Regions from separate parts of the Mus musculus genome. Here all the other regions are linked to region 4. Evidence: chromatin contacts called from public ChIA-PET and promoter capture Hi-C data. All regions are on one chromosome and are shown on one strand. The core of a region is the stretch at or near the end of the contact, and the rest is flanking DNA. Distances in the headings are between cores, read along the strand shown. Region 1 has its middle 24 kb from the start of Mideas. Region 2 holds the start of Riox1 (ribosomal oxygenase 1). Region 3 overlaps Gm31386 (a long non-coding RNA gene). Region 4 holds the start of Dnal1 (dynein, axonemal, light chain 1).

Region 1 (2,773 bases), core at 166-2,665, 130 kb before region 4:
TTACACAGAGAAACCCTACCTCGAAAAATCAAAACCACCAACCAAACAACTAACCAAACAAACAAAACCACTGTATTCCTTAATCCCAGTGCTCAGGAAGCAGAAGCAGGCAGATCTCTGAGTTCAGGCTTGTCAGCAAGGGCCTTTACTTGCCGAACCATCTCACCACTAGCCCAGTTTTTGTAGTTTTTAACAGATGGGTTAGTTTGTACATGCTTGCCCCAGGGAGTGGCACTATTTGGAAGTTTGGCCTTGTTGGAGTAGGTGTGTCACTATGGGTGTGGGCTTTAATATCCTTGTCCTAGCTGCCTGGAAGCCAGTTTTCTGTTTGCCTTCAGAACAATATGGTTGAACTCTCAGCTCCTTCTACCCTGTGCCTGCCTAGGTACTGCTATACTCCTGCCTTGATGATAATGGACTGAACCTGTGAACCAACCCCAGTTAAATGCTGTCCTTATAAGAGTTGCCTTGGTCATGGTGTCTGTGAACAGCAGTAAAATCCTAACTAAGGCTACAGACATTACAGAATCCATGTGTCCATGTGTGCAGATCCTCACTTCTTTCTTTCCTCCATGCCCCTTACAGCATACCTACTGTGAACCAAGTGTCCATGAGCAGCCTCACCCTGTCCTCCCCACACTTGCAGTCTTTATAGAAGAATAGTTTTCATGCCTTCCTCAGACCATCAGAACCATGCCAGGGGAGTAATATATATGGTTATATGAGAGGGGATTAAGTCTGTTTTTGTTCTAACTCCTCTGCCCCTAACATTTTATTAAGAGGTTCAATGAGATGTGCCAACAGCCAGTAAGGTGAGGATGCGAAGGGACACTGCCATCCAGATATAAGAGCTAAAACAACTTACTGTGTCACCATTGCACGAGGAAATCCTTTAACCTAATGCCCAAATGTTCTCAGGGGTACTGATGCTCAGTGTACTCAGGGGTACTGATGCTCAGTGTTCACGTGTGTACTGATGCCCAGTGTTCTCAGGAGTGCTGGTGCCCAATGTTCACAGGGGTAATGATGCCCAGTGTCCTCATGGGTACTGGTGACCAATGTCCTCATGGGTACTGGTGACCAGTGTCCTCATGGGTACTGGTGCCTAGTGTTCTCATGGGTATCCTTTTTCTCAGCTTCCTTCTATGTGTTTCCTGCCTGATAGAGGAACAGCATGAAGGCAACAACACCATTTGCCTATATCTTGAGTGGCACAGAATTCAGACCATCCCAAAGAGCCAGTCCTCCCTAGAGGGACCTTGGCCACCTTCACTGCTACCCCTGACTCTGTCAGAGTTTCTTTCCAACATGGTCCTTTAACTGGGACATACGTCTTTTTGCAGCCTCTGTCAGAGATCACGAGGCACACCACACTAGAGACATCACAGAGCTGAGTTGCAAGTGAAAACAGGAAGTGGCCCAGGCTTTCCTCCACAGGGGGAAGTGAGCCTCTACACCTGAGAAAGTGACTCTGATGTATCTACGTCAGGGAACTTGCTTCTCCGTCTGAAACATTCCCTCCTTGTGGGCAAAATTGGCAAAGGCTAAAATGCATGTTCCAGTGTGTGTGTGTGTGTGTGTGTGTGTGTGTGTGTGTGTGACACATTTCATGACTACGTTTGTCACACGTATCAGAGGACCCACCATCTCTGCAAAGGACCAAGGCAGCCCTACCAAGGCCAATTCATTTGCACCTCACTTGTGTCCCGGGTACATATGAAGTTACTTCAATAGGCAGCGAGAAACAGAACCATTGTCTTTACCCTATGGCTGCAACTATCAACCTGCGGATCACAACCCCTTGCACGGGGGTCACATATCCAATATCCTGCATATCAGATATTTACATTATGATTCGTAACAGTAGCAAAATTACTGCTATGAAGTAGCAACAAAATAACATTATAACCATAACCATGTCATAACCCTTACCCTATGGGCTCATGGTAAGTAAGGTTGCAGAGATGAACAGAAGCTCTGTGACCATGATCTGAAGTATGCTCGCCACCCTGGGAGATCTTGGAGCTCTAGCGCAGCTTCCAAGTCAGCTTGCTTAAAAACATTCTAAGCAGGCAAAGACAGCCATATACCATGCCATCCCTGTGCTGACTAGTTTTCCTGTCAACCTGATACAAGCATTTTGAAGAGGAACCTCAAGTGAGAAAAAGCCTCCAGAAATCAGGTTGTAGGCAGGCCTATATGGCATTCTCTTAATTAATGATTATAGAGAAGGACCCAGCCCATTGTAGGTGTTGCCATCCCTGGGCTGGTGGTCCTGGGTTTGTAATATCCAAAATAAATTCAAGACTACCCAGTACCTTCCCTCTTCAAAAGGACTTTCCAAACTGTACTAGCAGGTCAAGTACAGAGTCAGATAAAAGGCTGGCTGACTAAACAAATATAGAAACATAGTTTTAACGGTCAAAAACAAAATTAACAATTTCCCGGCCCCACCTCACACTAAAAACCATAAGGACACACAAAATGAGAGTCACCCTATACAAACCGACCAATGTCTAAAAAGGTTATTTGCTACACCAATTAAAATAAGCCAAACTACCCTGGTGCCTATATCCGGCCCTTACAAGGTATAAAAAGTGTGTTCTTTCTATGTTCTGTGTCTCTCCTCTGGCCTGCGTACTGAGAGAGGGTTCCCTAACATGTTGGATAAGTAAAATCCTCATGCGTTTTGCAACGACGGCAGTCTCTGTGGTCTTTGTGCGTGAGGGTCTTTTGACAAGCTACAACAGGTTCTATAAGAAAACAAGCTGGG
Region 2 (2,710 bases), core at 169-2,668, 160 kb after region 4:
ACCCGCACCTTTTCCATGAAAGCTGTCCTTCTAGGATCCTTAGAGTCGGAATGCTGGGCCCCCATGTAATCCATGAAGTCTCGGGGCAAGCCTCTGCGGAACTCCACGTTCTCCTCTATGGCCGCTTGCACTGCCAGAGGCAGTACAGCCTCCAGGAAGTCACCCCATGTATTGCGCTGGTAGGTGGACAAGGTGAGGTGTAGGGAGTGGACTCCATCCTGACATTCAGCTTGGTGAATGAAGCCCCGAGGAAAATAGAGCAGGTCTCCAGGTTCCAGTACCGTTTGCAGCACAGGCTCACCAAGGTCCTCCTGGCTGAAGTTGGGACTAGATGTCAGGGCCAACTCCTCACTCGGGTCCCGCGGTCGGTAGACGCGCCAGAGTTTCCGACCTTCCAGCTGCAACACGAAAGCCTCGATGTCATCGTAGTGAGGAGCAAAGCCCTGCGAGTCCGGGGGCGTGAGGTAGACGTTGGAGCCCGCCATGCTGCCAAACTGCTCCTGGAGCACGGCCAGAAACTGCCACACGGTGGGCGAGAAGGCTTGCGGGCACAGGAGGCGCAAGGAGCAGCCGGCTCGGTACAAGGACCACGCGGCGGCGGGAAGCGCGCGGCCCGGCGGGTTCAAGGTCTCCCGCCGTCCATCGACGTAGCGCGCGGCGTCCAGATGCTGCCCGAATTGCACGTCCTCGTAGCGCAGCATCGAGTCCAGGTCGGCGGTGGAGAAGAGACCCTCGTAGTAGCTGCGGTCCTGCCGCCGCACCAGCACCGCCTCCCGCTCCCACAGCCGCCGGTAGAAGTGGTCCGGAGGCAGGGGCGCCAGGAGCCACTCGAAGAGGCGGGCGGCGCGCCTCCGGCTGCTGGGGATGCCGTTCAGCTCCGTCAGTACCTGCTGCAGCGGCGAAGCCCGGGGTCGCCCCGGCTCATCCGCGTGCGAGCCCGGCGGCGGCGGAGCGGCCGTCCCCAGGTTCCGGGAGAGCGCAGCCCATCCCTCCACGCGGCTCGGCAGCGTCGCCGAAGCCGACCTCGGGCGCGCTGACACCGGCCGCGGCTCCGCCGACCGCGAGGCCTCCAGCAGCTCTGCCGGCCTCTTCCGCTTGCCCCGAACCGAGGCCACCGCCACTTTCGAGTCCGAGTCCTCGCTCCGGAGCGCGCGAGCTCTCAGCGCGGCCACGCGGGACGCCGCCGCACTTTTCCGGTGCCTTCGGATCTTCCGGGGCCGCAAGGGCAGGGCCAAGACCGACGCGCCGCGGGGCTGCGACTGCGGGTGCCGCCGGCGCCTCCCCCGCCCGCGCTTCAGCAGCGCCGCACCGTTGCCATTCGGTAGCTCGTCCATAGCGGGGCGGCCGGCGGGTCCCACGCTTCCGCGGCCGTGGTGCTTTCTGGGAAGGGGGCGAGTCCTTCGGCATTCCCTGGGTAGGCCAAGCCTACCGTCTTCCTGGGTCCTACAGCTAGCCCGGTTTGTCACCTTTTAAAACCGCGGTAGTATGCACTGGCAAGGCAAAATTCTCTACCAGATAAAGACTCCGTGTAAGAAAAGAAGGCACGAGGCATTTCAAAAGAAAACAACTTCATTCCTCTTTTTTGCTTTTCTGGGACAGAATCTTTCTACAGAAGCCGTAGCTATATAGTCCTAGAACTTATTAGGTGAGCCAAGTTGGCTTTGAACTCACAGAGATTTCTGTCTCTGCCTCGCGATTGCTGGGATTAAAGGTGTGCAGCGCTGAGCCTGGCTTCCTGTTTTAGTCCGCTTTCTCATTTTTGTGGTAGGCATTTTTGTTCCTAGGCAGTTTCCTGGTAGAATGGAATGAAGGCAAAGTTTGATATTCTGTATGAAGCACAGCTCTTACTGGCTCTCTTCACTGCAGAAAACTTCATTGTTAAGCCTCTCCTCTTCTTTTTCCTCTCTCTCCTCAGTTACAAAGCCTTGCCAGGTATGGTGGTTCATGCACGGGGAAGGCTGAGGTTACAGGGTGAGCCGCTTGTAATTAATATTCTTCCTCTGAAAAGGAAGTTAGGGACTTCTCCACTTTGTCAGTGTATTGCTACATAGTCCTTTCTAACCTCAAACTCCTGGGCTTGCCTCTCAATATGACATTGCAATAGGCTGTTTCTCCTCCTCCTCCTCTTCTTCAAGCTTCTGACTTTTTAAAAAGTTTGTGCATGCGTACGTGTATGTCTCAAGGAGGCCAGAGAAATCTCTTAGTACAGTAGTTTGTGGAAATCTCTCTCTGATCCTTGGATAGAGTCGTAAACACTCTTTAACCACTGAACCATCATCTCTAGCCCCCCGCAGACACCGCTTCTGCAAGCATTCTTGTGAGTGTGTGTGTGTGTGTGTGTGTGTGTGTGTGTGTGTGTGTGTGTGTGTGTGTATTTTACATATGTATGTACCACCATGCCTGGCAGAACATAGGTCTTGATTGGGCAGGATGGCAATACTTTCTCAGGGAGTTAGGTAGCTTAAATGAATTGATTGGAACCTGTGATGGTTAACACCGATTGTCAACTTGACAGGTGTTAGTGTTATTTTACATAGTGTGTTGCAGTTTTCCTCTTAACCCAGCTAACTCCCAAAGAATTGAGACTGGACTAGTATATTTACTCAAAAAGCTTTAAGGGCACAACAACTGAGCAGGTTACTCTATTTTAATCCTTTATGCTAATCTAGCACCTTCCCGACAGAATCTTCCTGATACTTGCAGCATTTTA
Region 3 (2,700 bases), core at 67-2,566, 190 kb after region 4:
CATTTTGTAAACAAGAAACTGAAGCTTAGGGAGATTTAGCAACTTTCCTAATTAATCAACTGGAACTTTCCTACAGGTACAGTTAGTTTGTAAATGGCAGAACCAAAATTATTAATGACTATGGTGTGGGTGAGTGTTAGGCTCAAGAGGGCATAAGTTCAAGTGGTACATACCTTGCAGTCCCAATACTTAAGCAGCTAAGGGAGAAGTGTCATTAAACTGCCATTAAACTATGACAGTCTGGCCTACATAGTGAGAACAGGTCTCAAAACAAAGCAAGAAGGGTCCAAGTTTAAATTTACTCTCTTGTAAGGCTCCATGTGGCTGGGGTTTGAGAGTTCTCAAAGGCATTCTGCTTGAGCAATCTTTGGAAAATAGCCATGTTTCCAGGAAACTCTCTGCACGCATGTAAAACAGGGATGGACAAACCTTTAAATGGTGCTAAGTACTTTGCTTGGCCCACTCCCTGCTGTAGAAGAATAGCTGGTCCGCCCAGAGATTTGGTGATAGTAACTAGGGCCCCCTTTCAATAGCACAATGGCAGCATTATGAGCTGACACCTTACCCATTTTATAAATAAGCACACTATAAGCACATCATTTTTCTTGAGGATGAAAATGAGTATTTACTAGTAAGGCATGGTATGGCATTAAAAAAAAAATCACAGGGGCTGGAGAGATGGCTCAGTGGTTAAGAGCACTGACTGCTCTCCCAGAGGTCCTGAGTTCAATTCCCAGCAACCTCATGGTGGCTCACAACCATCTGTAATGGGATCGGATGCCCTCTTCTGGTGTGTGTCTGAAGAGAGTGACAGTGTACTCATATACATAAAATAAATACATCTTTAAAAAAAAATCCCAGGCATCTGGAACAGAAAAGCAAACAGCTCTGCCCATGAGAACGGCCCCTTCCACACTCTCCCCCACTTTGCCTTCTCATCCACAAACCAGTCTTGAACTTTGAAGCCACAGTGCTCAGTTCCAGCACGGGAAAAACGGCTTGGCACTTCCATCTATTAGAAGTTCTTCTGCTTGGGATGGTAAAATCATCTTTTGCCTTGTGTTCAGCCAGAGGTCACCTTTATGAAGACATGTCCTTGGCTTGGCTACATAAATCTGTCCTTCCTTTGTCAGCTCTGACCAGCTGCCAGAGCAGCAGTCTTTGAACTTGGGGAGGCTTCCCAAGAAGATACGGAACAAGAGCCTTATAGAATGCATCCCAGGCACTTTTTTCCTTTAACGAGTGAGTGGCAGACACTGCACTTTACCTATCAGTGCACTTAAGCAAGCCAGTGTAAAGTCCACAGGCAGCACTGGGAGGGGGCAGCCTCCGGAGGGGAGGGCTGGCTCAGCGCTCTCCTGGGCTCCCAGACCAGTTTTCTGTCTCTCATGGCGGCTTCTCTCTTGCTTTCTCTTCTTCTTTCCTCAGGTCTTTCTCCTCCCCAAGCCCCTCTTTTCTTCCTAACTCTTTCCACCTTGTTAACTACTTCTTATCAGTAATCTTGCCTCCAGTGGCTGGCGGGGCGGCAGGTAACTCTGGCCCTGGTCTGCTCCCACCGCAACTTACTTCTCTAGCCCATCTGGAACTGGAATTGTGTCTAGAAAAGGGGGATCGGAGGATTGAAGACTTCCACAGGCAAGACATAGAGCTTATCGAAGGTGGGATTTGGCTCTTTAGACCAAAAAGCAAGCAAACAAACAAGCAAATAAATAAAATAAAAACCAAAAGCAAAAAAAAAAAAAAAAAAATGCCCAAAACAACAACAAAAAAAAAACCCAACCAAACAAACAATCAAAAACAACAACAACAAAACAAAACCCAAAACTAAACAAAAGAAAAAGAAAAAGAAATGAACGGAGACTTGAGTGTTGAATGTTGCTCTGTAAGAAGAAGGTAGAGAGGAAATGCCTTAGAGCCCATGAAGGCCTGGGCTTCTACTGTACCCCTCAGATATCAGGGTACCACAGTGAGTCCCCCATTTTGCACTCAGTTGGTAGAGTCACATTTGAGTCACATTAGAGTCACATTTGCCGCTAGCATACCTGCCATCATGGTCTGAATCAAGAGGTTCTGAACAGATAGCATCTACAGCAACCTCCACAGGCAGCCATACCAAACACAGAGCTGCAGACAAGCAGGCTCCAGGGCTCTTGATTTCTAAGAGGCCCTGTGGGGGGCTGGGAGTGCTGGAGAAGTACACAGAGCAGGGAGGCGAAGCAAGGGGCAATGGTAGCAGGCTAACCCCATGTGGATAAAACCAAAGACTTCGAGCAGTTTTGTTAACCCAACACCCTTGGTTAGTTCTAAGTGTGCATCTTAAAGCCTTCCTTCTTTCAACTTTTCTTCTTCCTGCTGGTTGTACACATTTATTTTAATTTTCCTCTTATTTTACAAAGGGGAACCTTGGGAAGTAGATGGGTAGGAGCGACCCAGGACAAAAGCTTGTTTTTAGTGGTTGAGATAATGAGTGGCTGACCTTTGTGGCAATTATTCACCAACTTTTGTGATAGCAGTCTGAGTTCCTAAACTTAGTGGTCGAGTCCCCTTCTCGAGACTGCCCTAATTCTATGTTCTGTATGGCACCTCATCACTGTGGCTGTGCAAGGGCCATTATTATCCAGAGCACCATAATAATGGCCATGCCCTCCTATGACGCTATTGTTTCCGATCTGCTAGGACATTAATTGCCTTCTGACTTGC
Region 4 (2,700 bases), core at 29-2,528:
GTTTCTGATTTTCTTTTCTTGTGCATTGTTGTCAATCCAATCTAGGGTCTCCTACATGCTAGCAAAGTGCTTTACTAGTTTCAGTACTGAGTTACACGCCTATCCCCCTCCCAAACACACACCCTGAGACAGTGTCTTATTCATCTCACACAGAGAATGACCTTGAACTTCGGATCCTCCTGCCTCCACCTTCTGAGTACTTGGGATAAGAAGGTATGTACCACTCTGCTAGATACATACGTGGTGCTCGGGATTGAATCTATAGCTCCATGCATGCTAGGCAAACCACTCAACAAGTGACCCCAAATATTCAACATCTCCAGTCAGCAAGTCAACCTTATACTTCGCTAAATAATTCTGGCTGGGTTGGATCTGAAATCGTGTTCAAACGTATAGCTTGAAATATCAAGTATGTAAGCAAAAGAGGTACGTTTTCCATGGCGACAAGCATCATTAGTTAAAACTGTTGTTTCATGACAACTCTGTGAAGACTGCTTGCTGGTAGACAACAAACCTAAGCCAGCAGCGTTTCTCAAAGTGTGGCGAGATGCTCCCCAATTTCAGAGTTATTTGGGGTGCATGGTTGAAACCACACATTCCGGAACCCCCTGTCGTATTATAAACAACAACAACAACAACAAAAAATCTGCAATCCAATGAAGCTCATATTTAGTCATGTTGGAACTGGAGGGACACTGGCCTGATAAATCCATCAGAGAGAGAGTTTGAACAGGGTCTCCTAAGAGCAGGACTCACTTTCTCTCCGAGGACAACTGGGCACAGCTAACTCGGCTGCAGCTGGAGATCTCTGTAACCAGCCCCGACCCCTCCATCCCACCAGAGGGGGAGGAGAGTTAAAATCACGGTTATACAAAGAGATCTCTTTATCACAGCGCCCATCCTATCACCTTTCCCCTTCCAATCCACTCTCCCGAGAATTCCCAGCTGTCTTGCCTTGTCTTCTGTCAGAGTCCCTCCAGCTTTAACCTAACTTCCTGTCAGCCTCCGGCCTCCCTCTCCGCAGACCACCCCCCGCCCCCGCCCCGGCAGCTCCGGCCTTGGGCCTGCGGCTCTGGGAAGCCAGCATTGCCTTCCTCCCCCTACCCGCGGTGCCAGGACCCCACCACCCTCCGCACCCCACAGCAACCCCTTTTTCCACTCTTAATCTCCTTTCGGGTTTGGCTGCGAGGCCTGGAGGGTACTCACCATTCCGGCGGTTGCTACCGTCACTGCTCTGGTTGCTAGGGCCCGCCGGGGTCAGTGCGCAGGCGCGCCTCTGGAGCAATCCTCTTGCCTGCACTGGCAGCGGTCCTTTCTCTCCGCCTTTTGGGTGGCGCTAGCGGAGCATTGTGGGACGGCTGGCGCCCCCCCCCCCCCCCCCCCCCCCCCCGGTCCTCCAACCTCTCTGCTGAGCTGGTGCAGAGGTGAAGATGAGCCCTCAACTACCCACGCAAGTAGTTGATGTACTTTCCCAAAGCCAATATTGCCTTAAACTCGCAACTTTCAGACCTCCTGATAACATTTGCATTTCTGATATAAAAGAACTTTTTTAAAAAGTCCTTCCCTGGAAAAATGACGAGAAAGGTAATTTAGGCAGACGGTCTTGCTCAGTATATCCAGAATTAAACTAGGAACTTCTCATTTCCTTATTCTAGAGCCTCCAAGGAGAACTCAGGTGCCCGAAACACGCTTAAAGTATTACAAAGTGTTGATTATTTTGCAACCAAGATATTTTTTTCCTTCCCTAAGAAGTCAGATTAAAAAAAAAAAAAAAAAAAAAAAAAAACCAGTCACATTTTTTTGTTTGTTTGTTTTTTTCTAAGACGAGGTTTCCTATGTAGCCCTGGCTGTCCTGGAACTCTGGATGTCTCTGCCTCCGGAGTGTTGTGTGTGTGTGTGTGTGTGTGTGTGTGTGTGTGTGTGTGTGTGTGTATTAGATGTATGTTTTTAAATAGAGTTGCTAGGGACATGGAGAATAGAGCTTCACAAATAAACTGCTTTGAGCAATTGATGGTCTGTCTTGGAAGGCTGTTGGCGATACGAATTTAAGAACAGTTAAAACTTCTGCATCTTTGTGACCAAGCCAGAAGTTCTCAGCCTTCATCCCGAGGAACAGTCAACATATGAAGTACATATGGAGCCTCCCTCAGCACACACGTTTAAAGCTTTTATAGGAAAAAGAAAACACAAATGTCAACAAAAGAGAATTGGTTAGTAATACTAAGCATACAAATGGAATAGTGGTTCTATTAAAATATTGTAGAAATACATTTATTCACATGAAAAGTGTAAGAAAAAAAAAACGAGGCAGAGAAGTAAACAGACTTGATCTCAACAGGGTAAGAATGCTTTTTGGGATCCAAAAAGGACCCCAACTTCTGCCTGGGATGAAGGTTGAGCTCAATTAAAGGACATGTGTAGAATATAGGTAGCCACCAGGAAGTTACAGCTTTTTTTTTTTTTGGCCATTATACTGGGAGCAGGGCGTGTGCTGTGTTTTCTATACCAGGACTTACTGTTTCTGCAAGTGAATCTGAAAGGTCAGGCTGGGGCTAAGACATTCTTTATGGTCAAGGGCTATTTTCCAGTACAGCCTCATGACCTGAGGCTATTACCCAACCAAAAGGTATTGGTATTTTAAGTAGAAATTCAAGTTGCCAAGCAAAATAGTTGATGGGACCCTCTTTAAAATCTATACAG

Evidence for each region. Promoter capture Hi-C pulls out the DNA fragments that hold promoters and counts their contacts. ChIA-PET counts read pairs in DNA pulled down with a chosen protein or histone mark.
Region 1: an RNA polymerase II ChIA-PET map of effector CD8 T cells shows a contact between it and region 4, with 13 read pairs. The contact joins the enhancer-like site here to the promoter of Dnal1 in region 4. A contact is called at or near these places in 13 of 39 promoter capture datasets (the 3T3-L1 cell line, the C10 cell line, the HPC-7 cell line and 7 more), 1 of 484 Hi-C or Micro-C datasets (bone marrow-derived macrophages), 5 of 115 datasets of contacts at active chromatin or transcription factors (double positive thymocytes, effector CD8 T cells, embryonic stem cells and 2 more) and 3 of 9 other capture datasets (adipose tissue, liver and pancreatic islet).
Region 2: a contact with region 4 is called in a promoter capture Hi-C map of neural stem cells. The contact joins the promoter of Riox1 here to the promoter of Dnal1 in region 4. A contact is called at or near these places in 21 of 39 promoter capture datasets (the 3T3-L1 cell line, 3T3-L1-derived adipocytes, the C10 cell line and 12 more), 7 of 115 datasets of contacts at active chromatin or transcription factors (bone marrow-derived macrophages, effector CD8 T cells, embryonic stem cells and 3 more) and 4 of 9 other capture datasets (adipose tissue, liver, macrophages and 1 more).
Region 3: a promoter capture Hi-C map of liver shows a contact between it and region 4, with 2.7 times the contacts expected there. The contact joins the enhancer-like site here to the promoter of Dnal1 in region 4. A contact is called at or near these places in 15 of 39 promoter capture datasets (the 3T3-L1 cell line, 3T3-L1-derived adipocytes, the HPC-7 cell line and 10 more), 5 of 115 datasets of contacts at active chromatin or transcription factors (embryonic stem cells, memory CD8 T cells, pancreatic cancer cells and 2 more) and 1 of 9 other capture datasets (pancreatic islet).

Annotation. Positions count from the first base shown.
Region 1 is chr12:84,241,938-84,244,710 of GRCm38.p6, reverse strand. No RefSeq gene overlaps it. Among named protein-coding and RNA genes, the nearest start is that of Mideas, 24 kb to the right of the region's middle. Within about 2 kb of position 1,415, at least 120 of the 459 cell types and tissues checked have an H3K27ac peak or open chromatin away from gene starts, as enhancers often do. A contact at or near this core is called in the HPC-7 cell line, bone marrow-derived macrophages, double positive thymocytes and 4 more, where this site is marked.
Region 2 is chr12:83,949,316-83,952,025 of GRCm38.p6, reverse strand. It overlaps Riox1 (ribosomal oxygenase 1), which reads right to left and starts at 1,418. Exons shown (of 1, transcript NM_023633.3): 1 at 1-1,418. The coding sequence starts at 1,334. All of the region lies in intron 16 of Heatr4 (HEAT repeat containing 4), which reads left to right.
Region 3 is chr12:83,923,942-83,926,641 of GRCm38.p6, reverse strand. The region is part of intron 1 of Gm31386 (a long non-coding RNA gene); the gene reads right to left. Among named protein-coding and RNA genes, the nearest start is that of Gm31386, 3.4 kb to the right of the region's middle. Within about 2 kb of position 1,316, at least 16 of the 459 cell types and tissues checked have an H3K27ac peak or open chromatin away from gene starts, as enhancers often do. A contact at or near this core is called in liver, where this site is marked.
Region 4 is chr12:84,112,906-84,115,605 of GRCm38.p6, reverse strand. It overlaps Dnal1 (dynein, axonemal, light chain 1), which reads right to left and starts at 1,278. Exons shown (of 8, transcript NM_028821.3): 1 at 1,207-1,278. The coding sequence starts at 1,209.